Linked DNA regions of Callithrix jacchus: region 2 is linked to region 1. Evidence: chromatin contacts called from public Hi-C data. All regions are on one chromosome and are shown on one strand. Each heading gives the region's core, a stretch centred on a gene start, on an enhancer-like site or on the middle of the called end of the contact. The rest is flanking DNA. Distances are from core to core; before and after follow the strand shown. Region 1 holds the start of CEBPB (CCAAT enhancer binding protein beta). Region 2 has its middle 95 kb from the start of CEBPB.

Evidence for each region. Hi-C and Micro-C count contacts between places; a contact is called where the count stands out from the background.
Region 2: a contact with region 1 is called in a Hi-C map of skeletal muscle, with 3 times the contacts expected there. The contact joins the enhancer-like site here to the promoter of CEBPB in region 1. A contact is called at or near these places in 2 of 3 Hi-C or Micro-C datasets (both in skeletal muscle).

What each region holds. Positions count from the first base shown.
Region 1 is chr5:45,725,881-45,728,870 of calJac240_pri, forward strand. CEBPB (CCAAT enhancer binding protein beta) reads left to right here and starts at 1,734. Exons shown (of 1, transcript XM_003732845.5): 1 at 1,734-2,990. The coding sequence starts at 1,935. The coding sequence ends at 2,969.
Region 2 is chr5:45,821,525-45,824,227 of calJac240_pri, forward strand. No RefSeq gene overlaps it. Among named protein-coding and RNA genes, the nearest start is that of CEBPB, 95 kb to the left of the region's middle. Within about 2 kb of position 1,252, at least 3 of the 16 cell types and tissues checked have an H3K27ac peak or open chromatin away from gene starts, as enhancers often do. A contact at or near this core is called in skeletal muscle, where this site is marked.

The DNA.
Region 1 (2,990 bases), core at 484-2,983:
CTCTGGGCCTTGATCCCTCCCCAGCTCAGAGGCTGCTGGGAAGGCCCAGAAAGCCAGCAGGCTCGGCCAGTGTTCTATCCCCTCCCTCCCTGCCTCCTACCCACCAAGGGTGCCCAGAAATGTTATTTCTCCAGCTCTTGGGGGCAGAGGTCACCCCAGCTCAGCAGATAACATCGAAGGTTGAGCAATGCCCGCCTGCCTGCTGGGGCCAGGGCTGGGGTCAGTGGGCCGGGGGTCAGCCCCTGGCAGGCTGGGAGCTCCTGCCTGGGCAGCCTGGGCTAGGAGTGGCAGAGAGGTGGGCCCAGGGAGCTGCCCCAGTGGCCTAGGAGTGGGTCCCGGAGGGCAAAGGGCCCTCTGACCTGAGCCTACCCAGCAGAGGCGGGCAGTGGTCAGAGGACCTCTGGCCTGTGCTCAAGTCCAGACTGGTGCTTGTCACTTTCCCGTCTGTGAAAAGGCAGCAGCAGAAGCATCTTCCTGGTGGGGTGAAAAAAGTTGAACCTTGGGGTCCAGGCCCACCCCGAGCACAGGGCAGGGACTTGGTAAAAACAGGGGTGTCTCTTCTCTTTCCTGAATGCCACCCCCTCTCCCGTGAGGCCTGGCTTAAGCCGCTCACGGCAGCTTCAGAAACAGAAGCTTTTTGGTCTCTGGGGCTGGCAATAGGTCTTAGGGCCCAGAGAGGGCAGGCATTTCGTGTGGGATGAATGTGGGCGGGACACTAGGCTGTGACCTTGGTATGCCATGCTATGCCCCCTCTGGGCCTCCAGTGGCACAATCCGTGGGGGTCCCTTTTTCTCCGATGTGCTGCCTATAAGGTAAACCTCAGGTTGGGGAGTCTGTAGGAACAATGCCACCACTGCTGACAGTAGGGACACCCTTCATGGACTGCAGCTGGGAGAAGTGAAGGGACTCACCCAAGGTCACACAGTGTGGCAGGGCCGAGCGCCCCCCAACTCCATCCCCATCGCAGGGCCCAGGTCGGGTGGTGCGGTGCGGGGTGGGAGAAGACCCAGGTGTTGAAGCCGCGAGCAGGCGGCAGGTGAGGTGGGCGGGGCGCCGTCCACCAGGGTCCAGCCCCCAGCGGAGCGCGCTCCTGCCCTGTCCCCTCCCCGACCCCCGGGATCCTCATATTGGTGGCTTAAGAGGGAGTCGTCACAGGCCTGGAGTCTCCTTTCTAGAGCCAGGGACCTGGGGAAGGGGTGGGAGTTTAGGAGAGGAAGGGCCACGGGGATGGGTCGCTTCTCCAGGAGCTAGAGCTGCGGCCTGGGGTCTCCAGGGATCGGCCCGGGGAGCGGCCCCCGGTCGGCAGTCCGGGCTCGGCTCGGCCCTCCTGAAACCTCCGCCTCCTCCAGCAGGGGGCGGGCCGCGGCCGCGTCTCCGGGGGGAAGGCGCTCAGGTCGCCCCCTCCTCGGATTCCCCCGCCTTTCAGGGCAGCCTCCAGCCCAGAGGGGCGGTCCGGGGGCGGGGTCGCACCGCCCCCTCTCGCTCCCAATCCCGGGGCGGCCGAGCGCGGGTGGGCAGGGGGCGCGATGCCGCTCCCCCCGCGGCCCGGGGACCCCCGGAAAACGCGCTCCGGGTGCCCGGTCCCTCCGCTGCGCCCCGCCACCGGCCTCCCGGGGGTCTCGGGCGTCCGCGGCCGTGTCCTCCGCGTCCCGGTGGCGGCGGCGGGAGGGGCCGGCGTGACGCACGGTTGCTACGGGCCGCCCTTATAAATAACCGGGCTCAGGAGAAACTTTAGCGAGTCAGAGCCGCGCACGGGACTGGGAAGGGGACCCACCCGAGGGTCCAGCCACCAGCCCCCGCACTAATAGCGGCCACCCCGGCAGCCGCGGCAGCAGCAGCGACGCAGCGGCGACAGCTCACAGCAGGGAGGCCGCGCCACCTGCGGGCCGGCCGGAGCGGGCAGCCCCAGGCCCCCTCCCCGGGCACCCGCGTTCATGCAACGCCTGGTGGCCTGGGACCCAGCATGTCTCCCCCTGCCGCCGCCGCCTGCCTTTAAATCCATGGAAGTGGCCAACTTCTACTACGAGGCGGACTGCTTGGCTGCTGCGTACGGCGGCAAGGCGGCCCCCGCGGCGCCCCCCGCGGCCAGACCCGGGCCGCGCCCCCCCGCCGGCGAGCTGGGCAGCATCGGCGACCACGAGCGCGCCATCGACTTCAGCCCGTACCTGGAGCCGCTGGGCGCGCCGCAGGCCCCGGCGCCCGCCACGGCCACGGACACCTTCGAGGCGGCTCCGCCTGCGCCCGCCCCCGCGCCCGCCTCCTCCGGGCAGCACCACGACTTCCTTTCCGACCTCTTCTCCGACGACTACGGGGGCAAGAACTGCAAGAAGCCGGCCGAGTACGGCTACGTGAGCCTGGGGCGCCTGGGGGCCGCCAAGGGCGCGCTGCACCCCGGCTGCTTCGCGCCCCTGCACCCGCCGCCCCCGCCGCCGCCGCCGCCCGCCGAGCTCAAGGCGGAGCCGGGCTTCGAGCCCGCGGACTGCAAGCGGAAGGAGGAGGCCGGGGCGCCGGGCGGCGGCGCAGGCATGGCGGCGGGCTTCCCGTACGCGCTGCGCGCTTACCTCGGCTACCAGGCTGTGCCGAGCGGCAGCAGCGGGAGCCTCTCCACGTCCTCGTCGTCCAGCCCGCCCGGCACGCCGAGCCCCGCCGACGCCAAGGCGCCCCCGGCCGCCTGCTACGCTGGGGCCGCGCCGGCGCCCTCGCAGGTCAAGAGCAAGGCCAAGAAGACCGTGGACAAGCACAGCGACGAGTACAAGATCCGGCGCGAGCGCAACAACATCGCCGTGCGCAAGAGCCGCGACAAGGCCAAGATGCGCAACCTGGAGACGCAACACAAGGTCCTGGAGCTCACGGCCGAGAACGAGCGGCTGCAGAAGAAGGTGGAACAACTGTCGCGCGAGCTCAGCACCCTGCGGAACTTGTTCAAGCAGCTTCCCGAGCCCTTGCTCGCCTCCTCCGGCCACTGCTAACGCGGCCCCCGCGCGCGTCCC
Region 2 (2,703 bases), core at 2-2,501, 95 kb after region 1:
CTACCTCTACCAATGGCTCCTCCATCCTCCAGGTGGACCCCCAAACCAGGGAGTCTCCCTGGCCTTCTCCCTCTCACTTGCCCCACGTCTGATCACTCATCACATCCTGTCGGCTCCAACTTCCAGGTGGACCCGGAGTCTGCCCTCGTCTCCTCACCTCCAGGCCCCTGCCTCGGCCCTGGCCACCAGCACCACTGCCTGTACTGGTGCAGTCACCTCCTGGCTTCCTTTTCTCCCTCAGCCCCTCACCGTCCGTTCTCCACACGTGACCAGAGGAACCTGTCAGAAGGGACCTATCCCTTCCCACACAGACCCCTCCCAGGGATCCTGGTCTTTCCTGTGGCCTGTGAGACCAGGTGCGACCCCCCAACGAACCCTCCACCTGTTTGATGACCTTGCCGCCTCTCTTTCCCTCGCTTCCACCCTTCCAGCCCCGATGGCTTCCTGCCATTCCTCAAGAAGTCCTGGGTTTTTCCATCTCAGGGTCTTTGCAGGAGCCTGGAGCCCTCATCCACCGTGGATGCCCCCGACTCCCTCACCTCTTCAGGTCTGAGTTCAGATGCCACCCTCGACAGACACCTTTTCTGACCCTTCCCCTCCCTTAAGTAGCCTCGGCCTCCTCCACACTCTCTCCCTGTTCATCCCTGACCATCCTGTATTCTTTTAAAATTTTTAAATTAAAAAAAAATTTTTTTTGAGACAGAGTTTTGCTCTTATTGCCTAGGCTGGATTGCAATGGTGAGATCTCAGCTCACTGCAATGTCCACCTCCCAGGTTCAAGTGATTCTCCTGCCTCAACCTCCCAAGTAGCTGGGATTAAAGGCATGTGCCACCATGCCTGGCTAATTTTATATCTTTAGTAGAGATGGGGTTTCTCCATGTTGGTCGAGCTGGTCTCGAACCTCCTGATCTCAGGTGATCTGCCTGTCTTGGTCTTCCCTCTTTTTCACAGGAGGAGGGGAAAGGTGCTCCCAGGAGAGTGGGCAGCGTGGGCCAGGGCTTGGCAGTGTGGGCAGCGAGAGTGTGGGGGAGGGGGAGTGGTGGAGCCTGGGTGGCAGGTGTGAGCAGGCCAGGGTCACCTTGACTGTCAGCCACTGGTTGTGTGACTCAGGAAGCCCTGTCTCTCTCTGGACCCAAGAACCTGCAACTGCTGTTGGAGACCCCCTAAGAGGATCCACCATCTGACAGAGGGGGAAACTGAGGCTGCAAAGCTGCTGCTATGATCTGGTGAAAGGGTCAGCCCAGGGCTTCTAGCAGTCCCTCACACCTCAGTGTGAGTGAGCCCCCTGGATTCTTGGCTATCTGGTGGCCCCTGCCCCTAGACCCCACAGGGCTTGGGAGGCAGGGTGAGGGCAGGCCTGAACCTGGGTGCGGCCAGGACTGTGTCAGGTCCCAGCCTACCCTCGGTCCAGGCCCCTGGCTCCCTGCAGGGCTCTGGATTGCACAATCATACCACCCACGGCTGTGACCAAGGTAGATGACACATGCTTTCTGGGAGCCACCCTGGGCCACGCAGGCTCGTCATACACACAGGGCCGTTGGCATGGATGCGCTCCGGCATGGCCTGACGATGTGAGGAGTGACTGCTCCTTACACTGCCACTTCCAGACTGTGTGACTCTCGACAAGTCACTTCCCTGCTCTGAGCCTAACTTTCCTTTTCTGTAAAAGGCGGTAATAACAGTGCCTGCTCCCCTGGCATTTGGAGGGATTGACTCTGCCCCTGCCATACTGGCCCTCTGGCTGGTCCTCAAATGCACCGGGCATGCCCCACCCAGAGCCTCCACCTGTGCTCTTCCCTGCGCCCTTGCACCTCCCTCAGGTCTCTGCTCAAATGTCGCAGCTCATGAGGCCTTTCCTGCCTGGACACTCTCTCCTTACTGAATTCCTCTCCTCATCTCTCAGTGCTACCTGACCCATCATGGTTCCTGCTTATTCTGTTGACCCGCCCCAGGGTGGCAGCTCCATCTTTATCTCTGTTGGTCATCACTGTGTCCCCATACCCCAACAAAACACCTCATACAAGAAAGTGCTCAGTCCATAGTTGCAGAATGAATGAATGAATGAATGAATGGAAAGTGCTTAGCACCATGCCCTGTCCTTAGTAAGCACCCAAAACCCAGTGCCTTGCGGTGGTGCTAGCTTTGGCTCTGATTTCTAGCCTCATCAAATCCCACCCTCAGCAGCCGATGCCCCTGCCTTCTCTGCCTGGCCAGCTTCCTGCTGCCTGTGCAGTCTCGTTCCTGGGTCAGGACGACCTCTCAGGGAATGGCAGGCCTGTAGGGCTGGCCCCCTCTGGCTCTGCCTCCAGCTCCTCTTACATCTCCCGGGGCAGAGGCTTCTGGGAAACAGGCTTTGAAGCTCCCCTGGGTCAGACCGGCTGGGGCCTTCCTTAGGCGTTGCCTGATGTGACCCCATTAGTGAACAAATGGGGACAGTGAGACCTAGAGAGGGGCAGCCACGTCTGATGTCAGCCTTCAGGGCTCCCAAAGCATCCAGGGACGCTTCCAGGACTCTGGCTTCTTTGTTGTTTTTGGAACAGAGCTGAGCTCAGGTGCCTGTTTTCTGGATGACAGAACTGAACCCCATTACAGGCTTTGGAGCCAGGTTTGAATCTCAGTCCCCTCACTTCCTGGCTGTGTGATCGAGGCTTATCACTTGGTCCCTCTGAGCCTCAGCTTCCTTGTCTGTAAAATGGCACACT